3 separate regions of the Mus musculus genome follow, and all the other regions are linked to region 3. Evidence: chromatin contacts called from public Hi-C and HiChIP or PLAC-seq data. All regions are on one chromosome and are shown on one strand. Each heading gives the region's core, a stretch centred on a gene start, on an enhancer-like site or on the middle of the called end of the contact. The rest is flanking DNA. Distances are from core to core; before and after follow the strand shown.

Evidence for each region. Hi-C and Micro-C count contacts between places; a contact is called where the count stands out from the background. HiChIP or PLAC-seq counts read pairs in DNA pulled down with a chosen protein or histone mark.
Region 1: an H3K4me3 HiChIP or PLAC-seq map of bone marrow-derived macrophages shows a contact between it and region 3, with 2.7 times the contacts expected there. The contact joins two enhancer-like sites. A contact is called at or near these places in 1 of 484 Hi-C or Micro-C datasets (cerebral cortex), 1 of 115 datasets of contacts at active chromatin or transcription factors (bone marrow-derived macrophages) and 1 of 9 other capture datasets (adipose tissue).
Region 2: a Hi-C map of cerebral cortex shows a contact between it and region 3, with 1.9 times the contacts expected there. The contact joins two enhancer-like sites. A contact is called at or near these places in 2 of 15 datasets of contacts at CTCF or cohesin (the NIH/3T3 cell line and stem cell-derived epiblast-like cells), 4 of 484 Hi-C or Micro-C datasets (bone marrow-derived macrophages, cerebral cortex, embryonic fibroblasts and 1 more) and 6 of 115 datasets of contacts at active chromatin or transcription factors (the NIH/3T3 cell line, bone marrow-derived macrophages, embryonic stem cells and 2 more).

The regions. Positions count from the first base shown.
Region 1 is chr12:81,909,180-81,911,992 of GRCm38.p6, reverse strand. The region is part of intron 3 of Pcnx (pecanex homolog); the gene reads right to left. Among named protein-coding and RNA genes, the nearest start is that of Pcnx, 51 kb to the right of the region's middle. Within about 2 kb of position 1,327, at least 12 of the 459 cell types and tissues checked have an H3K27ac peak or open chromatin away from gene starts, as enhancers often do. A contact at or near this core is called in bone marrow-derived macrophages, where this site is marked.
Region 2 is chr12:81,615,905-81,618,604 of GRCm38.p6, reverse strand. No RefSeq gene overlaps it. Among named protein-coding and RNA genes, the nearest start is that of Ttc9, 14 kb to the left of the region's middle. Within about 2 kb of position 1,449, at least 25 of the 459 cell types and tissues checked have an H3K27ac peak or open chromatin away from gene starts, as enhancers often do. A contact at or near this core is called in cerebral cortex, where this site is marked.
Region 3 is chr12:81,753,560-81,756,259 of GRCm38.p6, reverse strand. All of the region lies in intron 2 of Map3k9 (mitogen-activated protein kinase kinase kinase 9), which reads left to right. Among named protein-coding and RNA genes, the nearest start is that of Map3k9, 26 kb to the left of the region's middle. Within about 2 kb of position 1,424, at least 126 of the 459 cell types and tissues checked have an H3K27ac peak or open chromatin away from gene starts, as enhancers often do. A contact at or near this core is called in bone marrow-derived macrophages and cerebral cortex, where this site is marked.

The DNA of each region.
Region 1 (2,813 bases), core at 78-2,577, 160 kb before region 3:
AATACAGCATGATTCTGCCAACTAAACTGGCAAGCTGCAGAAACTCTTCCAGTAAGTCTAAATGGACTCAAGACAGTTTCTCACATTCAGCATCGCAAATAAAACTTAAATCATAGAGTACTTATTTTCTTTACACGCTCCCTGCCCCTCCGTTTCATAGTCACTGCAGCCACAGTATTCAAGGAGTAAGCTCAGAAGATGGGTAACTGTGCCACTTGCAGAGCAGGGGAGGCTAAATTAACCAGGACGGCCACTAACTGCTATCTCAAAAGTAAAGACACTGGAGATGCATGCTGTGATGTGTAAGAATTTGTCAGTGAAAAAGAAAACAAAAATATGTACAGGTTAAACTATAAACTTGATGTTAGCAATAAAAACTAAGCTTTCCGGGGCTGGAGAGAACGCTGCCAGCAAGCGCTTGCTTTGCACGCAGGAGGATCTGACTGGATCTCTAGCACCCAGTACAACAATGCCCCCGCCCCCCTGCAAGTCCAGCATTAGGTGGGTGGAAAAGGCAGATCTCTAGAACTCACTGGCCAGCCATCTGCATGCACACACACAACAACAACAAATGCAGGTGCTCATGCACATGCTCACAACACATAAAATGCATGCACACTAAGTTTTATAATATTTTAGGGCTGTTTGTTAAGCTTGATTCTCTCAGGATTTCTTAACATCTGCTTTAAATACACCATCAGACACTCACTATACCACCCCTGAAAGGGAACAGTTGCAAGGCATGGTGTTACCAGCCTGGAATTCTAGCACATGGGAGGCAGAAGTGGGAAGATTTCATGTTTGAGACCAGCCTGTCTTTACACTGAGAAACTATTTCTAAAATTAAAAACAAGTAATAACAGTAAAAGAATAAGACCCTAATTTTTTAACAGCAAAATTCCATTCTTAAAACACCTACTAAAACAGGCAGACAAGCTACTGGGAAAAGTATGATTTGTCTACTAGAAATACAAACACATAGTGACTTCTTAGATCAAACGTTTAAACAAGCAAATACAAACACCCCTTAGTGGATTCTCTTCCGGGAATGTAAACATAGGAAACAAACTATCTGAATAGGAGTTTTAGTTATTTGCTCACAATCGTCAAATGTTTCCCTTTCCTCTCTTGGCCAAGCTCCCCACTTTGTACAGATGTGACTCCATGTCTTCTGATCTATGAGAACCATCTAGAGGGGCCACAGGACCTAGTAGTTCTGATGACTGGATTTAAGGGAAATGCCTCTCCAAAGTCCAGACAGACTGTGCCTGGCGAGGCCTCTGCCCCACCCTGCCTACTTCCTACTTCCTACTTCCTACTTCCTACCCCTCACAGCAGCATCACAACTCAGAGGCTGTGCTCACCCCAGGGCCTCGCGGACAAGCCTAGAGGGCAGAGACAATGCCAGCCAGTACTAGCTGCCTCCAGGCCCACACAGCAAACACCAATCCCACTTCTCTAAATCCCTCTTGGATGAGTAACGTGCTGTCTGCTGGTGAAGGAGGTCTTACTAGATCCCACAGATACTGATTCTTAACGCTTTCTCCATCAAGCCCTCTCCAAAATCAAAGAATCTTAACATCTGTATACAACAGATAATTAATAATATAAATTACAGAAATGTCACTGCAGAAGAGCTCATGACATCTGTGACACAACCAACGAAGAGACTATGCATAGTGACTTCTCTATCTTTAAAAGTTTTTCACTATGTATGACATCAAAGGTTTGATTTTCTTCTTTAACCCTTATTTGTTTTTTGGGGTTTTTTTTGTTTTTTGTTTTGTTTGTTTGTTTTTTTCCAGACAGGGTTTCTCTGTATAGCCCAGGCTGTCCTGGAACTCACTTTGTAGACCAGGCTGGCCTCGAACTCAGAAATCCATCTGCCTCTGCCTCCCAAGTGCTGGATTAAAGGCGTGCACCAACACCGCCTGGCTAACCCTTATTTGTTAAATTTTGTAAAAGTGAAAAGAAAAAAAAAAGGAAATTGGTGGTAAGTTCTACACTTAGAAGTAAAGCTTTCCATGTAAATGGCTTATATACACAGTCCTACGTTTTCCCTATGGTGAGCACCACAGCAAAGATTTAGCAAGAGCTGGGGATGTCAGGCAAGGCCACACCCTACAGTGGGGCCCCGCCTTTCTCTAGCTGGAATTCATTATTCTTCCTCTGAAGTCAACCCCTTTTCTAGGCCACTTTGAAGGCAACTATGACTTTGAGAAAAGACTTTGTATTAGCTCCTTAGTAACAGATCACAGACAATGGTTACTTGGGTCACAATGTCTTTGACAGTAAGAATAAGTCTCTATCATCATCTTTGACCAAGTCATGATCCTAGACCAAATATTTACCTTGAATATTTACAAGCACTAAATTATTTCAAAGAAGACAAGAGGCAAACAGAAGGGGAAAGTGCAGGCAGGGGTGGGGGGTGGGGGTGGGGGTGGGGAGTGGGTATACAGCCCAGAGGGGAGTACAGGCCTGGGGGAAGTTCAGGCCTGAAGAGAGTGCAGGCGGTGGTTGGGGGGGTGTGAGATGGGGGGAGTACTGATGGGGGAAATGAGGAGAAATGACTAAAGCAGAAGGGAGCAAGGGTGGGAAAGAGCAGGTTAGAAGAAGCTGCAGGGAAGCCATGGTAACTCCACCTAGACAGTCACATAAACAATCATGACAACATGTCCAGGGGCAACACAACAAACGAGAGAAAGAGAGAGAGAGAGAGAGAGAGAGAGAGACCCACCCCATACATATCAGCTGTATTCCATACAGATACAAATGCCCTAACTCACATTTTTCACTTTAGCCCCTCTAAA
Region 2 (2,700 bases), core at 200-2,699, 140 kb after region 3:
ACCAGACTCTTGGGAATGTAAAATAGTTGACTTGGTTCTGTCACTCTGTCTCTGGCCACACATTTTCATACCTCATGGTCTGAAGTAGAATTTATTCATTGCTATCTTCTTCCTGCCCCTCTTTCCTTATCCTCTCCTTCCTATCTTCCTTTGCTTCCTATTTTCCAGTAAGTAATTCCCACGGGAGCTGACACGTTTGTCCTATCTTCACCGAGCACTGATAGTGTTGCCAGGTAAAGGTCTTGCTCTGTTTTGAACTGGTTGTTACTTAAAGTATAGTGTTATTCAGCCCAGCTTAGTGTGGAGAAGAGAAGGCCCAGAGCAGAGTTTGGACTCTGAATTGGTGGTTCTCAGCCTTCCTGAAGCTGCGACCCTTTACTCCTGTCCCTCATGTTGTGCTGACCTCCAACCATAAAACCATTTTCACTGCTGCTTCATAAGTGCAGTTTTGCTACGAATTATCTGTGCTTTCCAATGATCTTAGGCGATGACCCCTGTGAAAGGGCCATTCAAGACTCCAAGGAAGTCACCACCCACAGGTTGAGAACCTCTGCTCTGAATGAATATGTTAAGTCCTCAGTTCCAAGTTGTTGTGAGAACTGAGGCTTACAAGACAGGGGTAGTCTCCTGCTAGTGTGGAGACCCATTGAGTGGGTCATGTGCTTAGGATAGATTAAAATGTCTTCATCTTCCCTAAGATGAAGGTCCAGTTATTGTATTGTTTCTAAGAGCCAAAAGAAAGGACAAATAAGATATTGCCTGAAGCACTGAAGCCCCTGTGAAAATCACCTCGCTTCTCAGCGACTCACTAGATTGTTCAGGGGGAGCCAAGATTCAGCCCATCCCCTGCAGCTCCAGGGCTGAAAACAAGCTTGTCTGTCTGAGTGTGGCCCGACCCCAGCCTACAGCTGCTCGTATTTATTTATTTACCTTCTCTCTCCACCTGCTACGGATGTTGAGCGTAAACAAGAAATTTGTTAGATGTTAAAATTTTCCAAAATTAAATATCCTAATGACAAATGCTGCATAAGCATATAAAATTGTGTGTACGGATGGTATATGTGTGGGGTGGGGGTGGGGGTGCACTGCACAAGCGCATTTGTGGAGGCCAGAAGTGTCAGGTGTCCTTTTCAAGCACCCTCCATTCTGCTTGCTGAGGAAGGGCCTCTCACTGAATCGGGGCTCAATGATTCTCCTAGTTTGGCCAGGATCCTGTCTCCATATCCTGGATGGCTGGGATTCCAGGTGGGTCACCCAAACAAACATCTACACGCATCTACTGCCTGAGATGGGGCACTAAGACATACCAAGGGAGGGTTCCCTACAAGGCAAGCTTAGGGAACCGGTGAGTTTATTGCGATTACTCACAGGAAGCATAGCTGACTCCGGCAGCTGCATTACTGAAAAAACCTGCCCCAGTATGGGTGATGACTCAGGAAACCTGCAGCTCTGGCGCTCCTTCCCCAAATTGCAGGCAGCGCAGCCAGTCAGAAAGTCTACTGCAGGCAGCTCAGCTGGGAGGAGAGTCTCTTTTCTCAGCAACTGTTCACTGCTTGCTTATATAACCTATCTGAGGGATGGAAAGGAGAGATGGACAGAGGGACCGAGGGGGCAGGAAAGTGGGGGTGCTAAGTCAAACCATCCTCCAGACAACAGATTTATTAACACTGCAGCTAGTGGTACAGAAGTAGTCATTTTCACTCCTAGCACACAAAACAAGGGTCTAATCTTAAAGGCTTTTGAGGGCAGGGAAAGCCCTGCATCCCAGCATCGCAAGAAAGCTGACTTAGTTAATCTGTGATCTATGCTTTGTGCCTGTCTGACAAGGGTCACACCCTCTGTGTTGGGGAGTGGGCCTTGGTTAATGTGTAACCCCTGGTAGCAAGGGGATGGATGTGTTCCCACTCTGCTTAGGGCCTAGGTACTTAGAAAAATGAAGTTCTCAAAACCTTAAGAGAAGGGGCTAGTGAATTTTCTAAGTTTTAGTTTTCTGAGACTGATAAGTTTCATACACTTCCTGAGTCTTGTGAAGGGATTGTTTCAACTAGGATAAAATGGCTACACAGCACCTCAAGACTCCACCTCTTAATACTATCCTGTTGTTGATTAAATTCGACAGAAGACTTTGGAAGGCATCTTAAGACGACAGCATTGTGTGACCTTCCAAACCCTTTTCACAAACAGAATGCATTCGGTCCATCCCAAAAGCCACCAACCTGCAACTCACTCAGCACCAGCTCAGAAATCCAAAGCCTAGAGTCTCATCTAAATTGGCTCTAGGAAACCCCAAGGTGGGATTCATTCTGAGCCAGACTACACTCCAGCTCTGAACATGTGAAAACAAACAAGTTATCTACTCCCTAAATGTGACAGTGTGACAGGACAGGGTAAACCCTTCCAATCCAAGAGGGAGAAAAAAGGAAGACAGACTAATGGATCCCAAGCAGGTCCCAAACCGAACAAGGTAAGCGAAATTTAATACTAAGCCTCTAATAGAATCTTTTGACTATATTCTTGCCTTCCAGATACACGAGTGTGGGGGTTGAGCTCCCAAGGCCCGGGCTGACTCATCCCACTTCTCTGAGCACAAGACTACACAGTACATTCAAGGATTGGAGTCTTATGCTTGTACCTCTCCCACACTGGTGTCGCATGCAGATGGCACTACAGATTTGGGAGCCTAAGGCTCTCCAAAGACTC
Region 3 (2,700 bases), core at 175-2,674:
TGCGGCCTTCAGATCCTTTCTCTTCTCCATATCCTGGGTGTTGTGCAGGTGACAGCCTGGAGCGTTTGCATTGTGCATGAGTTATGGTTCTTAACCAGTTTGATTACCTGGCAAGTTTTAATGAACATGGGGTGTGCTTGCTATTGTGTTGCTGTTGTAGGAATTTCAGTGTGTCACCTGTCTTCTGCATAGCGTAGGCATTCCTTCCATCCCACTCTTTTAGTCCTCTGGAGGCCGACTGTGTAAACACACTCAGACAACCAGAACTATGTGGCACAGTACAAAACAGTTTGCTAAAGATATATGGCTTTAGAGATGGCAGAAGGAGAGTTCAGAGCAAGGCCTTGATGGGACAAGTAGGTCTTTGCAAACTATGGGGTAAGATTTAGGAGGTATTGGTAATAGGGTGGGTAGGTAACAGGGAAGGGGACTTGCCCCATCAGTGGTAGGGCTGTGTTCTTTGATGTTATGCTGCAAAACAGGAAATTCCCAAACAGGAAATATTGAGCGAGAACATATTCTTCCACATAGATAAGTCTTTTATGTAGACAACTTGTCTTCGTGTAGCCCGTTTCAGTGCTGTGGGGTCTCAATTAAGTAGTCTGGCCTTGAGCAAAGCTCTCGATCTCTGAACTCTTTTTTTTTTTGTTTTTTTTTTTTTTTTGTTTTTCTGTAATGAGGACAACCCTACTATTGTGGCTGTAAGCTATTAACGTAGTACCTGGCACCAAGCTAATGCCGCTTTCCTACACTACAGATCGTGTTTCTAAGAGCACCCGCTTCTCTAGTGGCAGCAGCTAGAACTAAACTTTCCAGTTGCCATCCACTGTTTTCATTCCTGCTGCCAGCCAGAATGAGAGCCTTTCATTATGCTGGCGGGAACTTGGGTCAGGAATCTGTAAAGGCTCAGGAGGATGTCTTATCCCTACTTCTTGGTGGCCTAGGCTTTAGCCGCAGAGACTCAGAGTGAGGCCACAGGTAGAGAAACTGTTTCCTGTCAGTCTGGTGCCTGGGCCAGGAGGCTTTGAAGGCTAGGATCATGGCGTGGCCCTCTCAGGGCCCTCCACCTTCTGTGGTAGCTCAAGGCTGCCAGCAAAAGTACTCAGAACAAGGTAGGAACTGCACTGTCTTTTCTGTACAGAACTTAGAAGCTGTACAGAACCATTTCTTCAAACTCCATAGTTATGAGGAGCCTCAGGCCCAAGGAGAGTCCAGCCTGCAGCAGAAATGCTGAAATCATCCTGCAGAAAAGCACAGGTGGTGGGGGGCTCATGTGAGCACGAACCATGCATTCTTCTGTGCTCACCAAGGAAGCAGAGCTTAGAGTTGCTGGGGAGTCTGTGCAGCAGCCACACACCGTGTCATCGTGCCAGGAAAGAGGAACGTGCTGACAAAACCAGCAAGGGTCCAGTTTGCTTCCTCTTTCATAGTTATTCTTATCCTGTTTATAGCTGGGTGTGCCAGGGCCGAAGAATCAGGCTGGCCCTGCTCAGTCCGAGCTCAGAAAGTGGGAGAAGGAAGCAGGGCAGGAAGGTGTGTGAGCTGATTCTTCACCCATCCCTGCCCTCCATTAAGACAGCGGCTGTTGGAAGCCCTGCTTCTGTTTCCCACTAGTGATGCTTGTATCCAGCTGGGCTCAGGGCTCAAGCCCCAGCTGAGTTATCTGGACTTAATTTACACAAAATAGCAATGGCTGTAGATGTCTAAACTGACATCTTTTGGACCAGTTATATTTTGGGATGAGAGAGGGAGAGGAGACGTGCTGGGAGACTTGAGCTGGGAGCTGGCACTACCTTTTCTGTTTGGATCACAAGCAGCTTTTTCTCAGCAAGGGTGGGAGCGATGGGAAGGGCTTCAGAGGCCAGGGAGATGAAAGTAAAGTCCCCATGGGAAGCTGGGACTGGCCAGGCCCCTTTTCAAGGCTGATGAATTTCGACCTATAAATACATCAGTTCCCTATCTTGTCTCCTCTTGAGAGGAGAGGGGGGAGGGAGAGCAAGAGAGGAGCCACCAACCAAGAGAGGCAACCTGGGGCCAAGAGGCCAAGAGGGCTGCATAGCCAAAATGGCTGGCTTACACAGGGTCAGTAGGGAATGAGAGATGGGTCAGTCTTGTCTTGAAGCCTAGGGTCTGAAGAACTGATGGGAGAAGATTCTGGAAGTCAAGATGGAGGAGGTCCTGGATTGATGATGTATGTTTGATCCTTAGCTGTGTGAGGCTTGCAGGTTGCACATTCTCATTGTGTGAGTGACCTTCTCGTGGAAGAAGACGGCTTTCAGGGTCCTAGGATCCTCTGCGTTGTTCCATCTTATGCTTGCCTTTGTCAGCATCTCAGGTTTGGCAGCCAGTACAACACTGATGTTCCGATGGTTTGCATGCATTTGACAGTAGAGCAGGTCATGTAGAGTTTGCAGGATCTGGCATACCACTCACAGCCAACCTCAGACCTCTCTAATGGCTTCACCGCTGGTGTGAGAGCCTTGTTTGACCTGCCCACCAGCACTGTTGTTCTTATTCAAGCTAATGTCTTGCCTTGACCCTACTGCTTTTAGTGCATACTTGTCCTGAATAGCGCCTGGATGACTGGAGAAATGTCTGCCAGCAAGCGTTCACCACTGCACCTGGACAGATTGTCCTTATGAGACTTACAATGAACCTAGGTAGAAAAGGCTGACACCAAAAGTATTCTACTAGTTTGCT